Linked DNA regions of Bos taurus: region 1 is linked to region 2. A link is a contact called in public Hi-C data. All regions are on one chromosome and are shown on one strand. Each heading gives the region's core, a stretch centred on a gene start, on an enhancer-like site or on the middle of the called end of the contact. The rest is flanking DNA. Distances are from core to core; before and after follow the strand shown.

What was found. A called contact is a pair of places that touch in the nucleus more often than the background predicts.
Region 1: a Hi-C map of blastocyst shows a contact between it and region 2, with 2.5 times the contacts expected there. The contact joins the promoter of LGALS3 here to the enhancer-like site in region 2. A contact is called at or near these places in 2 of 11 Hi-C or Micro-C datasets (blastocyst and skin fibroblasts).

The regions. Positions count from the first base shown.
Region 1 is chr10:67,609,870-67,616,926 of ARS-UCD2.0, forward strand. LGALS3 (galectin 3) reads left to right here and starts at 1,679. Exons shown (of 6, transcript NM_001102341.2): 1 at 1,679-1,778.
Region 2 is chr10:67,559,380-67,565,856 of ARS-UCD2.0, forward strand. No RefSeq gene overlaps it. Among named protein-coding and RNA genes, the nearest start is that of MAPK1IP1L, 37 kb to the left of the region's middle. Within about 2 kb of position 3,677, at least 7 of the 102 cell types and tissues checked have an H3K27ac peak or open chromatin away from gene starts, as enhancers often do. A contact at or near this core is called in blastocyst, where this site is marked.

The DNA of each region.
Region 1 (7,057 bases), core at 429-2,928, 48 kb after region 2:
TAGACTCTTATTTGGATATATGATTTGCAAATATTTTTTCCAATTCTGTAGGCTGCCTTTTTATTTTGTTGATGGTTTCCTTTGCTGTGCAGAAGCTGTTTAGTCTGATGTAGGTCCCACTTGTTTACTTTAAGCTTTTAATGCTTGTGCTTTTGGTGTCATATCCAAATGATTATTGCTAAAATCAATGTCAAGGAGCTCTTTCTCTGTTTTCTTCTAGGAGCTTTATAGTTTCAGGTCATACATTTAGGTCTCTAATCCATTTTGAGTTCATTTTTAAAATTGAAGTATTGTTGATTTACAATATTTCAGGCATACAGCAAAGTGATTCAGTCATACATTATTTTTCAGATTCTTTTCCATTATAGGTATTACAAGATACTCAATATAGTTCCCTGTGCTACACAGTAGGTCCTTGTTATTTGTCTATTATTTATATCTTATTTGTCTAGGAGTATGTATCTGTTAATCCCAAATTACTAATTTGTTCTTTCCTCTCACTATCATGTTGATAATCATAAATTTGTTTTCTATGTCTGTGTGTTAACTTTTGTGAGTGGCTATTTGAATTAAAAAACATATGTATCTAAGACATCCTTAGTCATTTCACTCAGCTATTACCCAGTGAAATGCAACCGACAAACACCACTTCTCTTGGAAACATCACTACTTGTAACAATCTTTCTTAGAGACATGTTGTACTGTGCTTAGTTGCTGAGTCAGGTCAGACTCTTTGTGATCACACGGACTGCAGCCCAGGCGCCTATGTCCATGGGGATTCTCCAGGCAAGAATACTGGAGTGGGTTGCCATGCCCTCCTTCAGGGGATCTTCCCAACCCAGAGATCAAACCTAGGTCTCCCGCATTGCAGGCGGATTCTTTATTTTATTCTTACTTTATTCTGAGCCACCAGGGAAGCCCAAGAATACTGGAGTGGGTAACCTATCCCTTCACGAGTCTTCCCCACCCAGGAATCAAACCGGGGCCTCGTGCATTGCAGGTGGATTCTTTACCAGCTGAGCTACCAGCCAAGCCCTTCTTAAGGTCATAGCTTTATTTTTTTCCTACCTTTCTCAAAGGTACATTTGTATTTAACTCTCCCCTCCATCAGGACTCTTTCCAATCTTTGAGAAAACAGACTTCCTAGGAAGTGATTCACTATTTTAATCATTCATTTACTAAACAAATTTAACCAGTTTACTGAGGACCTACCAAACACAGTGCAGATGTTGAGGAGGAAGTGGGAAGCAAACAGCAAAACAATCTAGGGCTCCTGGTCTGAGAGGTGTGCACCCACATCACAGTGCAGAAGGGGAATAAAACAAGATACGGAGCTTCTCACCCAGCATCTCAGAAAACGTGACAGGACCCTCCCCGTCACTAAAAGCTTCGCAGACTCTCCCTGTCTTGGTCTGAGGCCTTAGCAGGTGAATCTAAGGAGAGGGCGGTGAACCCCACCTCTGGCGGCTGCGGAGGGGACCGACTGGACGTTGAAGGGATGGAGGCCGCGGGTCCCACCCACCGCCGTCCTGAGTCAGGCGTCTCCTCTGCGTCCTGGATCCGCGGCGCCTGGGCGCCCGGGTATCCAGCGGGGCCAGGACTCGCCCAGCCTAGTTCGCACGGAGAGGCCGAGGGCGGCCGGGGTGGCGGCCCCGCCCCGGGAGAGGCGTGCCGGGCCGGGAGTATTTGAGGCGCAGAGCCGGCCGCCGCCCCGGCAGGACCACACCGCCTCTGCCCGAGCCTCCCCCGCGACGCGCGAGCCAGTGCAGAGGCGTCGGGTAAGTGGCGGGGGCGCCGGGACGGGAGTGCACACCCGCCTGCTGCAAGGCCAGGGCGCCCGGGCGCTGCTCGGTGCGCGGCCCCCTTTGCCGGGCTGGGCGGGAGCCGGAGATCGGGGCTTGGCTTCCCCGGGGAACCGCGCGTTCTGGGCCCAGGTTCCTTGGCTTCGAGCCCTCAAAAGAGGAGTCTGAGACTCGAGGAAAGTTAGCAACGACTTAAAAAAACTCACCTTAATTTCTTCGCGATGGACGGGTGTGTCACCCTCTGTGGCGACTGGGAGGCTCAGCCCGGGCTTCGCGCCCCGCGCCCCAGGTGGCCCGTGGTGAGTGGTGGGCGCGCGCGCAATCCTCCCAGCTGCCTGCTTCAGCTGGGCGGGAGGAACCAGGTGCCCCTGCCTCCGTCCACGGTGGAGACTGCCCCGGCACTCTGTGGGCGGTTCCTCGCCTCTTAGCTTGGCTGTGGGATGGGGATGTGTTCTGCTACAGGTCAACAGTCCGGGGCTGCAGCCGCTCTCTGCATGCTGACCTCGCAGAAAATGGTGCTGCCCCAAGGCTGAGTGGGCATGTGCCTGGCTTGGCAAAGACCGCACACCCTCAGTTTTTGCAAATCCCAGTCCAGATTTGAGCATTAACGATCTCAGACCTGTGCTGGGGACGTGTGGGGTGTGGCAGAATTGAATGTTGGTCCGAGTGTGCAGAGCCCTAGTTGAGGTGGGGAGGGGTTGCTTTTAAAACATGTTTGAGAATATATTCTAAATTGTGAGTTGCTCATATCAAAGCACAAACATGCCTGCGCTTTGAAGAGTAGGAGCTCTGGGACACTGGGGTTGAGGTTTTGCCTTAGGCTTCATGCCCTGCCCTTAGCGATCCTGATTTCAGATACCTGGAATATTTGTAAAGTGACTCCTGGGAGTTGGGTTGCTGGACAATGAGGACGGTTTGACTTCAGTGACCCTGTCTGTTTCTAGGATTCTGGAAAAGGAATGGAAGAGAGGCTCATTTTGTTCTGCAGAAAACGGTGGCAATAAGAATTGACCACTTGGCACAGACCATGAGAAAAAATTTTCACCAACTTCCAAAATTCTGATTCACTTGCCCCAAGTTTACAAAGTTGATCTTTCATGCTAGGAAATTGTGTTTCCATAAAAGTTCAGTAATAAAATTCATTGTCCCACAACAATGTCCTTTTTAGACATTGTCTTTGAATCCCTAGAGTCGTGTCATCCATCCCTTTGATGACTGTGCCTCACCCTTAATCTATGGGAAATTGGAGCTGCCTAAATTAATCATGTGGGGGGCTTTTGCTTAAAATCAGCATTCTCTCCGTATTCTGGGGAGAAGTTTGATGATGGGTCTTGAATGTTTTGAGCTTAGAAATATTAGGTGGATGCCTCACCAAGTTACATAAGAAGCAGAAGAGGAGGAGCACTGTTTGATAGATTGACCCCAGCTCATTTTTTAAAATGTAGTAGGCTAGTCTCGCTCTGTTGACAGGTCTTTAGTCAATGATATTTTGCTATGCTACAAATACACAGAAGAGCTTTATAAAAAGACTTTTTACTTATTGCTGCTGCTGCTAAGTCGCTTCAGTCATGTCCGACTCTGTGCAACCCCATAGACCGCAGCCCACCAGGCTCCCCCGTCCCTGGGATTCTCCAGGCAAGAACACTGGAGTGGGGTGCCATTGCCTTCTCCATTACTTATTGCTAGTGAGTTCAAAAGGCCGTTATTGGTCTCACCTATAGATACTGTTTGCCTAGAACTCTCTTCAGTCAGACTCTAAATGTTATCCCTAGTAGAGATCTATGTTCATATAATAAAATTTGAGGTGCTTATGTTACCTAAAATACCAGTTGGCTTGTAAACTTCTTGTACCTGAGACTCATGGTAACTGATCAAAAACTTAGCCTCTCTTTCCTGTTAGTTTGGGACAGAGGCTTCTGCTGAGGACAGCTAGTTAACATTTTGTGTCTGGTGCCTGAATGAATTCTTCTCATTAAATTCTGAGTGGTAAGCCTGCCAGGGCAGTAATTCCAGTTTGCCGCTGACTAAGTATCATGTGTTCTCTCTTGACTGATATTCAGCTTTTCCATATGGGGAAAAAAAAAAAATCAGTAACTGAGAGGTACAAAGTAACTTTAACTTCCTTATGGCTGAGGAACTGTGATGAAAAAGAAATCCTAGGAAAGGACCAGTTTCCTTTATCCTAACTAGCATCTCTGAATTTGGCTTTGCAAATAAGCATTTTTGAAGCCTTGTTCCATGTTTCAGTAAGACCAGAAAGTAGCCCGCCTCTCCTGTGTTCTTTGGAGAGGAGTGTGGGCAGTGCTTGGGGTTCTGAGGAAATAGTTTATGATTTACTTCCTTTACAGCTTTTATAAAAGTTGGGGCCCTTTGTGGGCAGAAATTTCAGAAGTCCTCCTGGGAATCCAGGCAACTGAATTAATTGCTACATGGGTCTAGAATAACATAGTACAGTGGATAGCAACTCTTTATTAAAGGGCAAAGCTGCAATTAACAGCAGATTAAAAGTGGCCTGCATTCTGACTCATGTTTAAATTCCTTGTTCCAAAGTGATACTGAACTAATTCCTGTAGGTTTTTCCAAATGTGACGATTCAGATAGTATTTTTTAAATGTTTTTGCCTTTGATGTGGTGTTTCTTATCTGACTTCAAAATTCTCTGATTCTGGGAATGCAAGAGTTCACATACCTATAGTATCTGTACAGTGGGAAGTTTTTTTTTCCCCCTTTTCTTTTTAACATTTGATTGTCTCTTTATATAGGCTACTCATCTAAAAAGAAAGAAATTTTCCAGGCAAGTAGGAAGATGTTTATGCAATAGATTTTTTAAAATTGTTTTTTGGTTCTCCTTTTACGTTCTAAGGTTGCTAACCTTGATTTAAAAAGAACATTGGTTAGAAACCTTTCCATCAGAGCGCTGATGGTTGGGAGTTGATATAATCAAAACAATGCATACCCAACTTTTAGGAAAGCAAGCTTTATCAGTTTAAATGTGGTTATAATTAGCAAAGTGACTGTGCAGAATGGCATCCTTATATTCAGTATCACTGCACGCTGCATGAGTCACCCAGCTAGTTTCTGACAAAAACGTGATCTCTTTTTTTGTTTACAATTTCAGCATGTTTATGCAGTTCCAAATGAGTAAGCCAGAGAATTAATTTCTAAATGAAGTAACTAATACTTCCAAAGGACTATACTTTAAAATGTCAAAGTGTGAGGTTTGCTACTAGTATAAAATCAGTCAGACTTAGGAGTCAGGGCGTTTGGACTCAGGTCCCTGCCTGCCAATGACAGAATGACTCTGGGCCACCATGTTAACTCTCTGAGACTCAGTTTCCTCACCTCTGAAGTAAGGATGTTAACTTTTCCCTGTCAATCTCATAAGATTATTATCAGAATCAAAATAAGAAAGGTGTGTGAAAGTGCTTTATAAACTGAAAACATCACACAGATACGGGGTGTCATTGTTCTAATGGGCTTCTCATGTGTCAGAGCACAATCCAAACCGTCCCCCTTGGTGTTACCTGAAACACAGCGGAAACAGAGTGGGGTCTGCTTGGCTTCTCCAGTTGTTTTGGTCTAGTTGGAAAATGGGGCTTCCCAGGTGGCTCAGATGGTAAAGGATCTGCCTGCAATACAGGAGACCCAGGTTCAATCCCTGGGTCAAAAAACCCGCTGGAGAGGGAGACCGCAACCCACTCCACTCCAATCCAAAATAAACTGAATATGTTTGAACAGAGACTTGGAAAAGAATAAATGTTACATTTTGGGCTAGCTGTCTTCGCATGAGTTTCTGGTTGTGATCAGCCTTTAAACATATCTAAGTTTAACTGGATTTATATTAATAAGATGGGCTTCCCTGGTGGCTCAGCCTGTAATGTGGGAGACCTGCGTTTGATCCCTGGGTTGGGAAGATCCCCTGGAGGAGCGAGTGGCAACCCACTCCAGTATTCTTGCCTGGAGAATCCCCATGGACAGAAGAGCCTGGTGGGCTACAGTCCATGGGGTCGCAAAGAGTAGGACATGACTGAGCAACTAAGCACACATATTAATGACACTTTATGAGGCCAGAGGTACAGCTTTAACTAGTTTTAACAACTGAAACTGCCTTTCTGTTTTTTATTGACCTGAATGGGTACTTTTATCTGAGGATACATATCCTCATTAGCTCAGGCCAGTGGTTCTCAAACCAGACACAATTTTGCCATCCTTTTGCTTCCCCAGGGTTATTTCGAAACATCTTGAGACATTCTAGGTTATCACAGTGCAGGCGTGGGGGGAGGGGGTTTGCCGCTGTCTTCTTGTGTGTTGAAGCCGGGGATGCACATGATGCATAGAAGAGCCCGTCCCTGCGAAGTATCCCACCTGAAATGTCAGTGATGCTGAGGTCAGGGATAAGCTCCAGCACAATGGGGATATTTAAAAGAAGTCAAAACACTTAAAAAGTTATTGCTAAGTCATTGCTATGTTGCTCAGGAATCGAAGAGTTTGTGTAATCAAAAGAACTAAACTTTCTGCCTACTATGAAGTCCAAAATTGTTTCTTTCTGGCGTCCAAAGCTCTTGACTTAAGAAATATCCTTTCAAACGACTTCACTGGCAGTCCAGTGGTTAAGACTCTGTGCTTCTACTGCAGGGGGTATGGGTTCCATCCCTGGTTGGGGAACTAAGATCCCACATGCCTCACGGCATAGCCAAAAAAAAAAAAAAAAAAAGTCCTTTCTTTCCCTTTTCTGTAAGAACTCTTTACACTCTTTTAAAAATCTTTATTGAATTTGTTACAATATTATTTTATGTTTTGGTTTTTTGGCCACCAGGCATGTGGGATCTTAGTTCCCCAACCAGGGATCAGACCTGCTCCCCCTGTATTGGAAGCGGAAGCCTTAACCACGGGATGGCCAAGGAAGTCCCTGTAACAACTCTTAAGTTCCCCCTGTGGTAGCAGCACACTTCTCTAGGCAGTGGCAGTCTTTTGGGGAAGGGTATAGAGGAGAACCAACTTTTGCGTTAAGGAGTCGAATATTATATACTAAACGCAGTGAAACAAGCCCTGGGAAAGTCACTGTGACTTCCCAATTAGATCACTTGCAGTTTCCAAGTTGGAAGATGGGCACAGTGATAACCTGAGTGTATCCAAATATGTTTGAGAATGTCCAGATTTAAAAAGAGATGTGCAAAAATAAAAAATTAATAGAAGGTAATATTGAACTGTATTATAAGTAACAGCAGAGTAAGATAAAATATCTGGTGTATAAGT
Region 2 (6,477 bases), core at 2,427-4,926:
TACCATATGACTCAGCAATCCCACTAACTGGGCATAAACCCTGAGAAAACCATAATTGGAAAAGACACTTGTACCTCAGTGTTCATGGCAGCACTGTTTACAATAGCTAGGACATGGAGGCAACCTAGATGTCCATCGACAGATGAATGGATAAAGAGGCTGTGTACATATATACAATGGAACATTACTCAGCCATAAAAAGGAACACATTTGAGTCAGTTTCAATGAGGTGGATGAACTACAGACTGTTATACAGAGTGAAGTAAATCAGAAAGAGAAAAACAAATATACATTAAGAATATATATGGAATCTATAAAAATGGTACTGATGAACCTCTTTGCAGGGCAGCAAGAGAAATGCTGCAGATGGTGGCTGCAGCCATGAAATTAAAAGACGCTTGCTCCTTGGAAGAAAAGCTATGACCAACTTAGATAGCATATTAAAAAGCAGAGACGTGACTTTGCCAACAAAGGTCCGTCTAGTCAAAGCTATGGTTTCTCCAGTAGTTGTGTATGGATGTGAGAGTTGGACTATAAAGAAAGCTGAGCACAGGAGAATTGGATGCTTTTGAACTGTGGTATTGGTGAAGACTCTTGAGAGTCTTGTACTGCAAGGAGATCAAACCAGTCAATCCTACAGGAAATCAGTCCTGTATATTCATTGAAAGGACTGATGCTGAAGCTGAAACTCCAATACTTTGGCCACTGGATGTGCAGAACTGACCCACTGGAAAAGACCTTGATGCTGGAAAAGGTTGAAGGCAGGAGGAGAAGGGGACAACAGAGGATGAGATGGTTGGATGGCATCACCAACTCGGACGGACATGAGTTTGAGCAAGCTCTGGGAGTTGGTGATGGACAGGGAAGCCTGGCATGCTGCAGTCCCTGGGGTTGCAAAGAGTCAGACATGACTGAGTGACTGAACTGAACTGAATAGAGATGCAGACATAGAGAACAGACTTGTGGAGACAGTGGGTGAAGTAGAGGGTGGGATGAGTTGAGAGAGTAGCTGGTGGGAATTTGCTATATGATGCAGTGAGCTCAAACTCAGGGCTCTGTGACAACTGAGAGGGGTGGGAGGTGGGAGAGAGGTTCAAAATGTAAGGGACATATGTACACCTATGGCTGATTCATGTTGATGTATGTCAGAAATCAACACAACATTGTAAAGCAATTATCCTCCAATTAAAAAAAAAACAAACAAATAAACAGATCTTGACTGCTCGAAGATGGCGCTGAGGGCAAGGAAGCAAGCCCTGCTGCTCCAAAGCCGAAGCCAAAGCAAAGGCTTCGAAGGCTAAGAAAGCAGTGTTGAAAGGTGCCCACAGCCACACAAAAAAAAGATCTGGACATAACTCACCTTCCTAAGGCCCAAAACACTGCAGCTCAGGAGACAGCCCAAATATCCTTGGAAGAGCGCCCCTAGGAGAAACAAGCTTGACCACTATGTCATCAAGTTCCCCCTCACCACCAAATCAGCTGTGAAGGAAACAGAAGACAGCAGCTCACTGGTGTTCACTTGTGGATGTCAAGGCCAACAGGCACCACATGAAACAGGATGTGAAGAAGCTCTACGACACTGACATCGGTGTCAACACCAAGGTCAACACCTTGGTCAGGCCTAATGGGGAGGAGAAGGCATGCGTTTGACTGGCTCCTGTGGTGCTTTGGATGTTGCCTGCAAAATTGGGATCATCTAAGCTGAGTCCAGCTGGCTAATTCCAAGTATAAAAGTTTCACTATTAAGAAAAAAATAACAGATTTTGACCAATTAAATAATCTTGTGAAAGTTTTTCTAAATTGTCAGAAGGCAAACAACTGTTGATTGATGATAAGTTGTATGATGAAGATTAAATTTTATGGAAGCCTCATATTAAGGACTTTAAAGAATAATTTTGCTGTTTCAAATACTTATCAAGATTTATTGAACTTACTTTAGTGACATAATAATGGTTTAATCTTCCCTGGTGGCTCAGACAGTAAACAATCTGACTGCAGTGTAGGAGACCTGGGTTCGATCCCTTGGAGAAGAAAACGGCAATCCACTCCAGTACTTTTGCTTGGAGAATTCCATGGATGGAGGAGTCTGGAGGGTACAGGCATGAGGTTGCAAAGAATCAGACACGACTGAGCCACTAACACTTTTACTTTTCAAACTCCACATTATTCAAGGGTCAACTGTGCACACACACACACACATAGTTTTATTTTAAGGATTTGGCTCACATCACTGTGGGCTCTGACAAGTCTGGAATTTGTAGGGCAGGCTGAAAATTCAGGGAAAAGTTTTAATGTTGTAGTATTGAATTTAAAATCTTTAGACTAGAAACACAGAGTTTCTTTGTTGTGGCCATGAAGCAGAATTTCTTTGGGAAACCTCAGTATTTGCTCGTAAGGATAAAGGCCCACTCACACTATAAGAGTAGAAAAGTACCGATTTAAATGTTAACCACACATAAAATTAACTATCATAGTTGTGATCTTTCCTTTTTGAAGAGGAAAGGGAGGGTGGATTCCCAAATGTGATCCACTATCACAAGACTAACCCTGAGATGTGCCTGCTCCCAAGTGGACGACCAGCCCCCGCACCCCAGTCACAAGCGTCTCCCCTTAGCCACAGCCATGCAAGTCTGGCTTTGGCCAGAAGAGGGCACTGCCACCTACTTGTGTGACTATCTGCTTGGGAACCAATAGGATGGAAGAGGTTTTGACATGACTTCCAATTAATTATTATTTTTTACAGCCCCTGAGTTAGCATAGCACCACCTTGATAGAATAAATGCCTGTAAACTTTTAGTTTCACTGTGAGACCAAAGCACCTCCCTGTCATCACTCAAACTTGAGGTTCAATAATGCAAGAGGACATAGAATGCACATGTCCTTTCGCTTCCCTGGTGCAGTTAGGCAGAACCACACTAAACGAAAATCCAGGCTGATGTAGAGAAAAGGAGGAAGTTGAGGCGTTTGGGGACCGAGAGGAAGAAATGGGAAGACCCCATGACTTAGTTGGTAAAGAATCCACCTGTACTGCAGGGGACCCAGATTCGATTCGATCCCTTGGTGGAGAAGACCCCCTGGAGAAGGAAATGGCAACCCATCCAGTATTCTTGCCTGGAGAATTCAATGAACAGAGGAGCCTGGTGGGCTACAGTCCATGGCGTTGCAAAGAGTTGGACACGACTTAGCGACTAAATCACTGGGCCTCCAAGCAGGTAAGGAATCTTCTGGTAAGATACAGAGGAGGCAGGCTTGGGAGGTTACTCTCTGTGTCTGGGTTTGAGAGAATAATACTACAGGCCCCTCTGGCAAAACCACTCAGCCTAGCAGAGCAGTTAATCTAATCTCTGGATTTTTAATTGGAAATGGAAATTCACATAAGTATAGTTGTTCTTTAGTTCTCATTAATAATTAAAAGCCTCCTTCCCCTGCTTCCATGTTAATGACAGCTTCCATTCATGCAACTTGAGAGTTTGCAGAGAGGGCTTTCCCACCCACAGCAAGGAACAGAGCAGGTACTGATTATTTCCACTTTACAGCTGAGGAAACACAGAGGGTGAATGATTTGCTCTGGCTCCATATAATTTAAGCCTGGGAGGGGACTAGATGCCTGGGGCCTGATCTTAGCCCTGTGCTCTGTCCCCTATCAAAACTACATTCCTAACCCTCAGCACTGCTGTTTCCAAGGTCTATTAAAAGCTGAATGTATGCAAACCCCATGACCCAGCAATTCCACTTGTAGGAATGTATACAGCAGAAACGCATGCACACAGGCACCGAAAGTACATGCAATACTGTTCAGAGCAGAATAACGTGAACTGGCCCCAAAGGGAAACCAACCCCAACTCCAACCAACACAGAATGGATAAGTAGACTGCGGTATATTTCTATCATGAATTCCATGTGGTAATGAGAATAAATGAACACGATTTATGCAAAATGTAAAAAATTTCACAAATTATATAAAGTTCAAAACAGCAAAATTAATATAAAATAGTGAAAGGTTTGGGCTTCCCTGTTAGCTCAGATGGTAAAGAATCTTCCTGCAATGCAGGAGACCCGGGTTTGATTCCATGGACAGAGGAGCCTGGCGGGCTACAGTCCATGGGATTGCAAAGAGTCGGACACATTAGTGGTTAAACCACTACTAGTAACTGGGACGGGGACACGGGTCCACTGGAGTGCCGATAATGTTCTACTTCTGGGCCTAGGTAGTAGTTATCTGAGTGGGACAGATGTGTCAATTTGCACAAATTCACCAAGCTGTATATAAAAAGTTAAATAACTTTTCCATGAGCAACTTTACTAGTGCTCAAATGTGGCTCATCCCTGATTAAAGCAGACTTGTTTGTTGCTCTACTCCAACAGTGACCACATCACCATTCCCCAGAGAGTTCTCGAAGGGTTGAGAGAGCAGGTCAACATCTGCCTTTGGGTTTGTGCATGCAAAAATACATTTCAGGAGGGCTGCCACACAGGAAGTTCATCCCCAGCCTCCACTACTACAAACATATGTTCATTCTGGGTGTCCAGAAAGTGAAAAAAGGAGACATGCAACCAGGGTAAGTCAAACACAGCAAACATCTCCAAATGGCAAAGCTTCCCTGCCTGTCTCACTTTTAACACTAGCACTACCTTGCAGGGAAAACAAAACAAGAAATCTAACCCCTGCATCCCAAAGATGCAGACGGCACCTCTAGACAAGAGAGTCTCAAAACACAAAACACAGGGCAGAAAACTGAAGCTGTTCAAAATTCCACGGCAGGGCCTGATGAACTCATAAATGGAACCAGATTTCCTGTTTCCCAGAGTACAGCCTGCTTCTCATCAGCCCTTATTGCTTCTAACAGGATGAGGAGGCTTGAAAATCTTAAAGGACAAAAGTACAACAACATGTTAGATCAAGGATTGGCTATCTTCATCCATGGGCCGAGGACATTTGGTCAAGGGCCACACACACACACACACACACACACACACACACAGGCACACACAGGCACACACCCTGGCTCCCTCTGCTGCTTTGGAGAGTTTCTCACACCACTTCAGCTGCTTCTGTCTCCTATGTCGATGATTACTGCTGTTTCGGACTCTCACTCCATCTCAGGAGGTAAGAGTGGAAATCTTAAAAACCACTTTGATACCTCCTCCAGCTTGATTGCATTTGGAGAAGCAGGCCTTCTTTTTCCCTCCCAATAGTCAGAGGGACACTAGCTGTACTTTTTGCACCTTTCCATGATGTGGTGGGCTTCCCTGGTGGCTCAGATGGTAAAGAATCCACCTGCAATGCGGCAGAGCCAGGTTCAATCCCCGGGTTGGGAAGATCTCCTGGAGAAGGGAATGGCAACCCACTCCAGTATTCTTATCTGGCGACTTCCATGAACAGAGGAGCCTGGTGGGCTAAAGTTCATGGGGTTGCAAAGAGTTGGACAAAACTGAATGACCAACACTTTCACTTTGATGTGGTGGGGTTGTCAGGACTCTGGAAGTTGGGCCATAAGGTGTACTGCGACTACAGCAGCAAAACAACAGGGCGAGAGCAGAGGTCAGGACTGAGCCTGGTGGTGCTCCTCCAGGGTCTAAATGAGTCCCGGAGGAGCAGAGATACCCTGGGGTATGAACAGTTGGAGCCAGGAGTTTTCTGGCAGTGGCAACACTCAAAGTCAGTAGATGGCACAGCAACATGGACCCAAAGGAATTCACTGCAGCATTGTCATCACAGAGAAAAATGAGAAGCAGGCAAAGCATCCAATGGCACAATGTGTTAAATGATGCTATCGTTACACACAATGGGTTATCATGCAGCCGTGAAAAAGAACAAGGCAGGTCTACGTTAACTAACACAGAAAACGGTCTACACTTTAATGTTAAATGATAAAGGCAAGCTGGAGACAACTACATAAAGCATGATTCCATGTATATATTTTAAAAATCCTGTATGCTCACCCCCATAGTCTCCCATATGCCAGTATTGGTAAATGATCTAGAAGAATGCACATTCACCAGGTTACATCTAGGAAAGGGAATTGAAGTAGATGAGGGGGAGCGTTCCAAATTTGGCATTTCTGTTTTTATTATTTATGCTGTACCAGTAGCTCTTTCGGAGAAGGCAATGGCACCCCACTCCAGTACTCTTGCCTGGAAAATCCCATGGACGGAGGAGCCTGGTAGGCTGCAGTAGTCCATGGGGTCACTAAGAGTCGGACACGACTGAGCGACTTCACTTTCACTTTTCACTTTCATGCATTGGAGAAGGAAATGGCAACCCACTCCAGTGTTCTTGCCTGGAGAATCCCAGGTGCTGGGGTCCAGCCCCAGCTGATCCAGGGTATTCGAAGCGGGGACGGCGTCAGCGACCTATTTATTTAAATATTTTATCAAAGATATAAAGAGTAATAGAATGAGGATAGCTCAGTAGGAAAATTCAGTGGAGAAAAGACGCTGAGTAGCTTGGTTTATGCGGGAGACCAATAAAACTTC